Regions from separate parts of the Hordeum vulgare genome. Here regions 1 and 2 are each linked to region 3. The links are chromatin contacts, called in public Hi-C maps. All regions are on one chromosome and are shown on one strand. The core of a region is the stretch at or near the end of the contact, and the rest is flanking DNA. Distances in the headings are between cores, read along the strand shown. Region 1 holds the start of LOC123400176 (UNC93-like protein 3). Region 2 holds the start of LOC123400024 (60S ribosomal protein L8). Region 3 holds the start of LOC123398613 (diaminopimelate epimerase, chloroplastic).

Region 1 (3,996 bases), core at 545-3,044, 370 kb before region 3:
CATCTACTTAACACATGTCTAAACTATGAATACGAAAAATAATGAAGAAAAGTACAAATTTCACAAAGACCATATACTAAGGCGCACTCGTTGGTTTGACTCGAGACGCTCCCCTCTTATGTTCTTCGGTTCAAACACTTGGATCTAGTGACACTCTTGACTCTTGTAGGCCATGGTCCACCTTTTTGCTTTTCCTTATTTATTTTCCTATTCTTTTCATTTTCCAAGTGTCGATTATCTACGGGAAAAGAGCCAAGCCCGAGGAAAGAGACAAGAGAAAGAAATAAAAAAGAGTTCATTGCAATGTCATTAAATTGTCTTCACACAATTCCCTAAAAAAGTAATTGTCTTCGGACAGGGAAAACATATTACTACCTTCGTTTCAGTTTATAAGTCCGGCACGTGTACCTAGGTCATTAATTTAACCAACTTAATGAGAGACATATATTACAAAAAATATATCATTAGAAACTTCAGATGTTCTATTTTTTAATAATATAATTTTTATGTTAAATAACATATTTTATATAAGTCAAATTGACGATCTAGGTACACGTGCATGTCTTATAAACTATGACAGAGTGAGTAGTACTTGCTAACTTTTCAGTGGAAAGGCGCCAACCAACAATGTTGGCGACAATATCCGCCAACCCTCATTTTTCGTGGCCTGAGGTGCGCATGGGCAGAACCGGCGAGGTGGGTTGACTTGGCAGATGGCCGCCCGCCTCATATTTGTATCTGGTGACGTTTTGTTGCACATGTCGAACATCTTTTTGCAGTGAGAATTGAGTTTCTTACTCTCATTCAGAACAAACTGAAATTTGCGTGCGGATCAGATTATGCAGCTACATTGGGATCTTGCGTAGGGTCACGCATTTCATTTTGCTTGCACGGCAAGCACGAAAGGGACGTCGACATAGTGGAAAGCAAATGCTGAGCTGGCAAGTTAGTTAGTAGATTTGTCGTTTTACCACCTATGTGTTCCCCTATTTCGTCCCCTACACGGCCAAATTACACTGTCACTCGGATGAATCTTCGCCACACAGATTGAGTCAGCTCGGGATATGTCGGAACCAACAAGAATATACCGAGGACAGAGAAATTACGGCAGAAGCAATCGGAGATAGCGGCTTGGTGGTAGCTTACATACCAGGAAGGGGCGAGGTTGGCGGCGATGAAGAGGAGGTAGCCGGAGGTGCCGAGCACGAGCGCTCGCCTGGACCCCATCCCCCGCACCACCGGCGAACCCACGACCGAGAACGCCGTGAACGACGTGTACAGCAACCCCAGCGATATTGACCCCAAATTGCCGTCCTGCGTGCGAGAGCCCGGGCGGCCGGCGCCAATCAGTCATATCGCCACGCCACCGTCGGTCGCGCCCGAGCGTGCGTGCGTGCGCTGGGGAATTGTTGGCATGGGAGGATGCGTACCGTGTTGACGGTGCTCTGGAGATTCTGCGCGGCGTGGTAGGCGAGGAAGACGAAGAAGAAGGCCAAGCTGAGGAGGTGCAGGTCGCGGGTCGGCGACGCTGTGCCTGAACCGCGGCCGCCGTCGCCGGGGACGGAGACTAGGGGAGCCGCCTCCTCCTCGTCGTGGGACGCCGCGAGCTCGGGTCCGGCCGCTATGGAGTCCATGGCGGCCGGTGTGGAGCGGCCGGCCGGGCTGATTGGGGGGAGGAGTCAACTGCCGGATCCTTGGCTTTCGCGTGCGGTGATTTGGGGAGGGAAGGGTGCGGGCTTTTCAAATTCGTGACGTTTCAAGGGTGTCTGTGAATAAAATCTGGAGTTGTGTGGCATAAGAAAAGACTCAAGTGCAAAAATTGGTAGCCTGTTACCTTCCAGATAATATCAGGGGCTTTTTTGATAATGTTGATCATTTTGGTGAGTGGATTTATTTTCTAGAGAGAGGTGGCCTTTTTTCCTTCCGCAAAAAAAAAGTTTTATTTTTCCAAGTTTTCTTGAATCCATAGCTTAGTGATTTGTCTATATACTCTACGTAACTTTATGCAAGAAATATGTTTTTTTAATATAATCTCTCCCTAAAAATAAAGTAAATAGGGTTTCTGGTCGTCCGTCATGGCATTTTTGCAAAAAGACCCTTTCATTTTCTGTTAATAAACCCGCAGTCCTTTCTTTAGTGAGGAAACGTTTCACTTTTATGATTAAGACCCTATATGTTTTCTTTGGCTGGTGTCGCTGTTGGAATTATGCCCTAGAGGCAATAATAAATATAGTTATTATTATAATTCCTGTATCAAGATAATCGTTTATTATCCATACTATAATTGTATTGAATGAAGACTTATATACATGTGTGGAAATATAGACAAAACACTGTCCCTAGCAAGCCTCTAGTTGGCTAGCCAGTTGATCAAAGATAGTCAGTGTCTTCTGATTATGAACAAGGTGTTGTTGCTTGATAACTGGATCACGTCATTAGGAGAATCACGTGATGGACTAGACCCAAACTAATAGACGTAGCATGTTGATCGTGTCATTTTGTTGCTACTGTTTTCTGCGTGTCAAGTATTTGTTCCTATGACCATGAGATCATATAACTCACTGACACCGGAGGAATACTTTGTGTGTATCAAACGTCGCAACGTAACTGGGTGACTATAAAGATGCTCTACAGGTATCTCCGAAGGTGTTCGTTGAGTTAGTATGGATCTAGACTGGAATTTGTCACTCCGTGTGACGGAGAGGTATCTCGGGGCCCACTCGGTAATACAACATCACACACAAGCCTTGCAAGCAATGTGACTTAGTGTAAGTTACGAGATCTTGTATTACGGAACGAGTAAAGAGACTTGCCGGTAAACGAGATTGAAATAGGTATGCGGATACTGACGATCGAATCTCGAGCAAGTAACATACCGAAGGACAAAGGGAATGACATACGGGATTATATGAATCCTTGGCACTGAGGTTCAAACGATAAGATCTTCGTAGAATATGTAGGATCCAATATGGACATTCAGGTCCCGCTATTGGATATTGACCGAGGAGTCTCTCGGGCCATGTCTACATAGTTCTCGAACCCGCAGGGTCTGCACACTTAAGGTTCGACGTTGTTTTATGCGTATTTGAGTTGTATGGTTGGTTACCGAATGTTGTTCGGAGTCCCGGATGAGATCACGGACGTCACGAGGGTTTCCGGAATGGTCCGGAAACGAAGATTGATATATAGGATGACCTCATTTGATTACCGGAAGGTTTTCGGAGTTACCGGGAATGTACCGGGAATGACGAATGGGTTCCGGGTGTTCACCGGGGGGGGGGGGGGCAACCCACCTCGGGGAAGCCCATAGGCCTTGGGGGTGGCGCACCATCCCTTAGTGGGCTGGTGGGACAAACCAAGAAGGCCCTATGCGCCATAGGAAGAAAATCAAATAGAAAAGAAAAAAAAGAGGAGGTGGGAAAAGGGGGAAGGACTCCTCCTTCCAAACCTAGTTGGACTCGGTTTGGAAGGGGAGGGTTGCCCCCCTTGGCTAGGCTGACCCCCTTGGGAGCCCTTGGACCCCAAGGCAAGGCTCCCCCTCCTCCCCCTATATATACGGAGGTTTTAGGGCTGATTTGAGACAACTTTGCCACGACAGCCCGACCACATATCTCCACGGTTTTACCTCTAGATCGCGTTTCTGCGGAGCTCGGGCGGAGCCGTGCTGAGATAAGATCATCACCAACCTCCGGAGCGCCGTCACGCTGCCGAAGAACTCATCTACCTCTCCGTCTCTCTTGCTGGATCAAGAAGGCCGAGATCATCGTCGAGTTGTACGTGTGCTGAACGCGGAGGTGCCGTCCGTTCGGCACTAGATCGTGGGACTGATCGCGGGATGGTTCGCGGGGCGGATCGAGGGACGTGAGGACGTTCCACTACATCAACCGCGTTTCTTAACGCTTCTGCTGTGCGGTCTACAAGGGTACGTAGATCGAATATCCCCTCTCATAGATGGACATCACCATGATAGGTCTTCGTGCGCGTAGGGAATTTTTT
Region 2 (4,247 bases), core at 1,717-4,216, 290 kb after region 3:
GTAACTGTAATCCCTCCCTAGCGGAGCTCGTCTCACCGTCGTCGGCCCTATAATCACACTCGTGGTTGAAGCGATAAACAAAATCACCGACGACGATCAACAATCGTCTTGCCTGTGTACTTGTGTTACAGGAGCAAGCAGCGATTTAACTATCGTGTAGTGCGTGACGTGCTTTTGTGTATATATATGGCTGGCGGCCAATCTACTATGGAGGTTAGCTTTTCTACATTGTTGTGCACGTATTGCATATGCCTGCTTGGGGCGTGAACGAAGACCGTCAGCTTTGCTTCGTCGTTCCGTCGCATATTGGTCGCATATTGCCGAAATGTACAGGGCCAACAGATGGTGGGAGAGGAAAGGTTGGCCATGTCAGGGAAGGAACTTGAGTGATTGATAAATATTGAAGTACCAAAAATGCCCCTAGCTAGTAAATATACTACCAAAAACAGGTGTAGTATTCGCTCATCTGAACACTCCAAATGAACAGCCCATATTGAATTAATGTACCGTAAAAAATATTAGGAGACTTGGAACAACACCTAAGGAACCGGCCGTTCCTAAGCGTTGCAAGGAGAACAAACTCTTTCAACATGTGTAAGTGCAGTCGCGGATCCTGTGTGGGATGGAACTTTTCATCGTGCGCCAAACATCCTGGATCATGAATACGGGGCACAAACTTCAGCGAATTTAAGGTGAAGGTCCAATCTCGACAAACTCTGCAACCTCAAGGTTCAAAACAAACTTCACTCCCTCCTGATTCATACTAGCCGACCAGCATTTGTGTTCCTCCAAAACCAGCGTGTGCATCAGCTTTGCACCAGACAGGATCATGCTGAATTGCTGATTTACCCAGAACAACTCCAGATTCATACTAGCCGACCAGCTTCCTCCAAAACTAAAACCAGCGTATACATCAGCTTACCAGACAGGCTCATGCTGAATTGCTGATTGGCAGCAAATTCTAGCTCTTTGATACTCATGCTGAATTGCTGATTGGCAGCAAATTCTAGCTCTTTGATACTACCCCTCTACCTCGTGAGTTACTTCTCCGACTCAACGGTAACCGGTGAAACACTATGAAACGTAACTAATGTACTAAATCAATGTCTGTGAGAGGTAATGTCATGTCATATCTAGAGTAACGCACAAAAACAAACAATACTACTTTTGGAGATCAAGCAATAGAAGCTTAACTCAAACAAAAACACAACACAAAGAATAAGCACACTGGGCTAACTCAAGTAACCCAACAAACAAATATCCAAGCATAATCTCCTTTATGTGGACTGAAGAATCCAGACCACGGCGAAAACTGATAACAAACATCACCAGGTTACCAAAGTACCGAGCAAAAACGACAACCTTACTGCAATACATGTCCTTGACGGGTAATCTAGAGGCAGCAAACATAGATAAACAGCAATGATAACTCTAAGTGGCCTTGTCGGCCTTCGCAGCAGAGGCGGCAGCCTGGCCTCTAAGACGACCAGTCCTCCTGGCAGCAATGAGACCAACCTTCTGGCCGGGTGGTGCATCACGGCGAACAGTGGAAGCATGACCAATATGCTGGTGGTTACCTCCTCCGTGGGGATGCTCAACAGGGTTCATGGCCACACCACGCACCTTAGGCCAGGAGTTCCTCTTCACACGGTACTTGTGGTAGGCGTTACCAGCCTTCAGCATTGGCTTCTCAGTCCTGCCACCACCAGCAACCTGACCAATCATAGCACGGCAGCTGCTTGGGACGATCTTCTTAGCACCAGAGGGTAGCTTGATCCTGCATAAAGAGAACATGAGCAATGCATCTTAACATTTCTGCAACTGAAGAATTCATCAAAAGGATCAGGCCATCAGGCAACATAAACAAAGATACACCAATCATATATATTCCATTAACATGTAGGATCTTGTACTGACAAGAACTGATAATAGGAAATGGCCCTTGCATTTCTAAACGCTAGATCATGGGCATGTTAGGTCAATCAGAAACAAAAGCAGGATAACAAGAGATCACATATCACATGTCTCTGGTCCAAGGTATAGACTTCTTAGATGCATGCTCAGTTCTAGGAGAACAGAAGAGAAAGCATGCCATGTCCAGTTCTAGGATAACATATCAGAAGAGCATCATATCGCACCAGTTGCAGACTATACAATGAACAGAAGGCATCTCAAGGCTCAGGGACAGAATGTGTATCTAAGAATATGTCTCTGGCAATAAATTAACAAACATATGAAGAACGCACAATCTAAGGTTTCCATTATATAATCAATTAAAGAGAATATCAGAAGCAGTGAACGAGCATATATTCAGATCGCACTATGAGCCAGAGAAGCATTTAATCATTTCCTAACGGAAATCACATACAGCAATCAAATAGCAGTTACTAGCGGGAGAACGTCAGATCTAACCATAGCCTTGTACTTTAGAGAGACGGGTGGGAGGAGAAGGAAGAGTACCTTGAGGTGCCGTTGTCGGGGTTGTGGCTGATGACGATGGCGTAGTCACCGGAGGCCCTGGCGAAGACACCACGGTCGCCGACGTGGTGCTCGACGTTGCAGATGACGCCTCCCTCAGGCACGGACCGGAGGGGGAGGACGTTGCCTACGGAGAGCGTGGCGCGGCGTCCGCAGTAGACGAACTGGCCGGTGTACATACCCTCGGCGGCGACAAATAGCTCCTTCTGGTGCTTGTACCTGAACGGGTGGCGGAAGGTCACCTTGGCCAGCGGCGCACCACGTCCTGGGTCGTGGATGACATCGGTGACGACGCCCTTGAGGTACCCGTTGCGCTCGCCGAAGTCGAGCGACCTGAAGCGGGCGGGGCCCTTGCGGTGGTGGGTGTGGGACTTGAAGACGGAGCCCGCACCCTTACGCTGAGCGCGGATCACGCGACCCATCTCGTCGGCGGCAGCGGCGGAGTGGCGGCGGCGGTGAGGGGAATGGGTGGGCAGCTGGGCTAGGGTTCGAAGAGGAAGAAGAGGGAGCAATATATAGGGTGCGGCACGGGGTTTGTTGTTCGATTACCCTAGGGTGGACGGTCGGGATGGGGGATGGAGGCGCGTCTGGGCCGTTGGATTCGTTTAGGCAGGCAGTAGGACCGCAACGTCAGTGAAATAACTTAGCTGGGCCGTACTGTGAGGGACTGACGAAATGAGGAGTGGACTGGGCTGTCATGGGCCAGTTTGTTAGTATAGTGACAATGAGAGAAATAGGCTGGTAGTAGGCCGAGTTCTCTACTACCATTCTCGCTCCGCCTATTTGTCCCCATCAAACACCGAAGAGGGTTGTGGTGTCGGCAGCGGCCAGCGAACTAGAGCACGCCTTTTGTGTTATGGGTTGAAAAACATATATTTCTTTTTTATTATAAACACCATCCTATATATTAATTTAGAAAAATATTCTTGCCATCATTCATTAAAGCACACACCATCTAGACACTGCTAACAAAAACATCTTTAGAATGGTTATAAAAACTAAAATTCCCAATCTCATGTGTCACTATATTTGCATGTCGATTAGTCTCTAATAGCTTAAAACTTTGAAATAATTTAGTGATACTCAACGCTTCGAAGAACATAATGACTATAGTGGCATATAACATGCTAGTTGAAAATTGACGAACACGTTAGAAAGATGTTTCGTGGCAAGTGGTATAAACAAAAGAGTTGGGGAATTTCTTCAAGAACCCGTAGGAGATCTCGTGTCTAATGTAGTATGAAATTCTTTTGTTGCAATAATATTGGACAAAGTCGCCCTCCACCACACACCATTTGTTCATTTCATGGTATTAATCACTCTAAACCATCACTGCCTACACTTCTCCAATCATGACATATACCTTTGATGCACTTGGTAGTCGGAGTTGATGATTGGGGCTTGATCCTGACCACCTTGTGGTTCCTCCAATGATAACGTTGTCTCGGAGGAGGACCTCGGACAATTGCAAACCGAGCTTGCAACACTCGAAATTATCTCTAGATATTCTTCCTCCCTTCTTCTTGATACTTTGTGAATTAATTATTTTTCTTACTAGAGGATTCTAATTTTCTCCATATAAATGTTGATCGGGAGGGGATACATGCCATCAGCTGGATCGTAGCCTTGGTCATAAATGGCATTCACCAGGAAGTTGCATGTTGGAGCATCATCAATTGCGAGCGTAGCAAAAAGATGAGATCCTTGTAAGACATCGATGTCATCGTGAGAGTGGAGCAAGCCAAAGTAGTAATGTGAGATCCACAAGT
Region 3 (4,299 bases), core at 1,763-4,262:
ATACGGGATTAACTAAATCCTTGACATAGAGGTTCAACCGATAGAGATCTTCGTATAATATGTAGGAGACAATATGGACATCGAGGTCCCGCTATTGGTTATTGACCGGAGAGTGTCTCAGGTCATGTGTGCATAGTTCTCGAACCCGCAGGGTCTGCACACTTAAGGTTCGATGATGTTTCGATATACTTGAGTTATATGTGTTGGTGACCGAAGGTTGTTCGGAGTCCCGGATGAGATCCAGGACGTCACGAGGAGATACGGAATGGTCCGGAGGTAAAGATTGATATATAGGAAGTCATGTTTTGGTCACCGGAAAAGTTTCGGGCTCATCAATAGTGTACCGGGAGGGTGCCGGGGGACCATCGGGAGGGGTGTGACGACCCAAGAGGCTCATGGGCTATGAGAGGAGGTGGGCCAGCCCCTGGTGGGCTGGCCTAAGTCTCTCTCAAGGGCCCATGCGAAAAGGATAAAGGAAAAAAGGCAAAAAAGCCAAATTAGGAAGGAGTCCTAATAGGATTCCACCTCCCTTGTGGTTCAGCCGAACCTCCTTGGATTGGAGGCCAAGGCTGCCTCCTCTCCTCCTCCTATATACTACTAGAGGTTTTAGAGGTGAGGGCTAACCCTAATTGCCACGTGCTCCCTCTACTTCATCTAGATCGGTTTCTCCTCTAGTCTAGTTCGGCGGTGCTTAGGCGAAGCCCTGCTGGATTAGTTAACCACCGCCACCACCACATCACCGTGCTGGAGAACTCATCTACCTCTCCACCCCTCTTGCTGTATCAAGAAGACGGAGATCGTCATCGCGCTGTACGTGTGCTGAACGCGGAGGTGTCGTCCGTTCGGCACTAGATCAGGATGGATCGTGATGGGATCGCGGGACAGATCGTGATGAGATCGCGGGACGGGCTGCGATTTGGATCGTGAAGATGTTCCACTACATCAACCGTGTTATATACGCTTCCGCTTAGTGATCTACAAGGGTATGTAGATTCACTCTCCCCTCTCGTAAATGATCATCACCATGGATAGGTATTGCGTGTGCGTAGGAAATTTTTTATTTCCCATGCAACGTTCCCCAAGAGTAGTTACTTTTGTTCTTGAGGCCACGGGAGAAGTCATGTTGCAAGTAGTCATGTGAAGTTGATATTTGTTCGATATTTTGATGGTATGAATGTTGTGATTCCCTTAGTGGTGTTATGTGAATGTCGACTACATGATAATTCACCATCTCTGGGCATAAGGGAATGCATTGTGAAGTAGTTATTAGATGATGGGGTGCGAGAGTGACAGAAACTTAAACCCTAGTTTATGCGCTATTCCGCAAGGGGCTGATTTGGATCCCTGTGTTTAATGCTACAGTTAGAATTTATTCTTAATATTTTTCTCATAGTTGCAGATGCTTGCGAGGGTGTTAATCATAAGTGGGAGGCTTGTTCAAGTAAGAACAACACCCAAGCACCGGTCCACCCACATATCAAATTATCAAAGTACCAAGCACAAATTAATCCAACATGACGAAAGTGACTAGATGAAATTCCCGTGTGCCCTCAAGAACGCTTTGCCTATTATAAGAAACCGTTCCGGCTTGTCATTTGCCACAAAAGGATTGGGCTACCTTGCTGCACTTATTGTTACTATTGCTACTGGTTACTTGTTACAATTATCTTGCTATCAAACAACTTGTTACTGCTATTTCAGTGCTTGCAGAAATTACCTTGCTAGAACCGCTTGTCATTTCCTTTTGCTCCTCGTTGGGTTCGACACTCTTACTTATCGAAAGGACTAAGATTGATCCCTTATACTTGTGGGTCATCAATGTGCATGGCTACAACATGTGCTACTATCTGATTGACGGTATCTATCCTCCGTGGACGGCCTTAGTCAAGACCATCTTTGAGCCAGTTGGTCAGAAAAGAGTTCACTTTGCCCAAAAAACAAGAAGCAACTAGAAAGGATGTGACAAGGGCATTTGGAGTGCTCCAAACTCGTTTTTCAGTTGTTCAAGGGACCTGCAAAAATATGGGATACAGAAACCTTGTGCAAGGTATAACCTATTGTGTGATCTACTACACCATGATTATGAAGGACGGGGGTGAAGATGCTATAGGAGGTTTGAATTTTGAGAACATGTGTGTTCCTATCTAACTTTCAAATCGAAAACTAGAACCCGACTATGTTTGAAGAGTTTGTTCAAATGCATTAACAAATTCATCATCAAGTAACTCGTGAATAATTTAAGAAAAAAACTGATGGAGCAAATTATGGACGCTTAAAGAGGAGAACTAGAATATATGTGCAAGGTGAATTGAAGTTTGAACTATTTCGTTGAAAAATTAGATGGATTGTAATATTTACATTTGAATTATTACCTCTTTGATATTTTCACTCATCGAATATTTAATCTGCTACTATTATTACGAGGGTCGCAGAAAATAGGGGACAAATATTTAGTGGACATGATTGGATGGTCAGTTTTTGTATCACCGTTTGTAAACAAGTCTGGACCAGTCCACATGTGAATATTGTTTACAGTTTGAAGGAATAAATTGACAATGGACTAGCACAACCTAACCTTTTTCTTCTCTTGAGATGGGTCAAGATCCTTCCGCCAACTCAAAAGAAGAAAAATCCCCTAAGAACACGGAAACACTAAATTTGGCATCAGATTTTTTGGCATAGCAAAACTGACGCTTTTAATGGCAAATTATATTGGTGATATGATAATTTCCTGACGAAGAAATTGAACCAAGATGGATTTACTTTGCTTGTGAATTAAACTTGTACTCCCTTCATAAAAAAAATATAAGAACATTTAGATCACTAAAGTAGTAATGTAAACGCTTTTGTATTTGTTTATAGAGGTAGTAATTCTCAAATAATATGATTTGTTATGAAAAAAGTTTGATTTGTCAAGCTAAAAAATCTAACGTGAGATTTGCAGTGGGTTCAAAAAAATAAAACTGGGCCACGTCAACCCAGATAACCCTCGCTATCCATGGCAGTGGGCCAAGGTCTCACGTGGAGCCCGCTTGCATAGAGCTGAAAGCTCCCAGTCATTAGCCGGCAGCGACGGCGACAGTGACCCTTCCCCAAACCCCTCCCCGCTCTCGCACTCGTCGCCATGTCCGCCGCCGCCGCCAGAGTCACATCCAACTTCACCAACTTCACCACCTCCACTGCCCCCTCCTCGGGCGGTCGCCTCCTCCGTCCGTTCCGTGGGACTCCGCCCTCCCGCCGCGCCGTCGCTTCGATGGCCGTATCCACCCCAAGGTCGCCATCCGCCGCCTCGTTCCTCGAGCGCCGCGAGTCCGAGCGCGCCCTCCACTTCGTCAAGTACCAGGGCCTCGGCAACGACTTCATAATGGTAATGCCTTTTCCTCTCTCGTTTTTCTGTTCATTTCAAGCTACCACACGCCGTGAATACATTTGGGGTGACATGCTGCTACCGATTCGTGCTATCATTTTAGATTTTGTGCTGTTGCTACTTTTAATTATGTTATTTTGATGATGATTCTGGTTGGATTGGTAGGTCGACAACAGGGATTCGGCAGTGCCCAAGGTGACGCCAGAGGAGGCGGCGAAGCTGTGCGACAGAAACTTTGGTGTTGGTGCTGATGGCGTCATCTTCGTCATGCCGGGGATCAACGGTGCGGACTACACTATGAGGATATTCAACTCCGATGGCAGCGAGCCTGAGGTGAGCCGCTGTTTCATCACATCACCGAATAACGTTTGGCCATAGGAAATGAGTTATGGGTTGTCCGGCATTATGTTCATATCTGTTATGACCATTCTCTGCCCTGACATCTTTGCCGACGAGCATTGTGCGTAGAAGGAAACATGTAGGATGTAGCTGTACAAGCTCCTGTGATGCTTTGAAGTGTTGTGGGGAAAACTATAGCCTGCAAATCCAGTCTCCATAGACTATAGCTGGTTTTATAGTTCACATTTCTGTATACTGATACAAGTACTGTTAGTCTACTTACATAATACGGAGTAGATCATAAAGTTGGCCATCTAGAGTATGTCCGTACTCTATCCAATATATTGAGGATCTATCTAGAATCATCTACAGTTTTCCTTACATGTCCCGGCGTAATATGCATGTTTTGCATTTTTGTCAAATTGTGAGCTTGACGAACTGTATAGGTTGGGAAGTGCTATTATGTTTGAATCCTACTGTACAAAGCAGCACTTTTGTCGTACACTTCACGCCATGTCAATGAGCTCCCTTCCAGATGGAATTAAAGTTGGCTATGTTTATTTTCTTCTTGTTGTTCACTTGTTCTGCGCGGT

The links. Hi-C and Micro-C count contacts between places; a contact is called where the count stands out from the background.
Region 1: a contact with region 3 is called in a Hi-C map of leaf, with 9 times the contacts expected there. The contact joins the promoter of LOC123400176 here to the promoter of LOC123398613 in region 3. A contact is called at or near these places in 5 of 6 Hi-C or Micro-C datasets (leaf, seedling and an unstated tissue) and 1 of 1 datasets of contacts at active chromatin or transcription factors (embryo).
Region 2: a contact with region 3 is called in a Hi-C map of seedling, with 3 times the contacts expected there. The contact joins the promoter of LOC123400024 here to the promoter of LOC123398613 in region 3. A contact is called at or near these places in 1 of 6 Hi-C or Micro-C datasets (seedling) and 1 of 1 datasets of contacts at active chromatin or transcription factors (embryo).

What each region holds. Positions count from the first base shown.
Region 1 is chr5H:96,086,791-96,090,786 of MorexV3_pseudomolecules_assembly, reverse strand. It overlaps LOC123400176 (UNC93-like protein 3), which reads right to left and starts at 1,794. Exons shown (of 10, transcript XM_045094592.1): 1 at 1,431-1,794; 2 at 1,151-1,314. The coding sequence starts at 1,634.
Region 2 is chr5H:95,434,064-95,438,310 of MorexV3_pseudomolecules_assembly, reverse strand. It overlaps LOC123400024 (60S ribosomal protein L8), which reads right to left and starts at 2,966. Exons shown (of 2, transcript XM_045094417.1): 1 at 2,461-2,966; 2 at 1,259-1,777. The coding sequence starts at 2,900. The coding sequence ends at 1,432.
Region 3 is chr5H:95,721,728-95,726,026 of MorexV3_pseudomolecules_assembly, reverse strand. It overlaps LOC123398613 (diaminopimelate epimerase, chloroplastic), which reads left to right and starts at 3,012. Exons shown (of 11, transcript XR_006610220.1): 1 at 3,012-3,367; 2 at 3,533-3,700.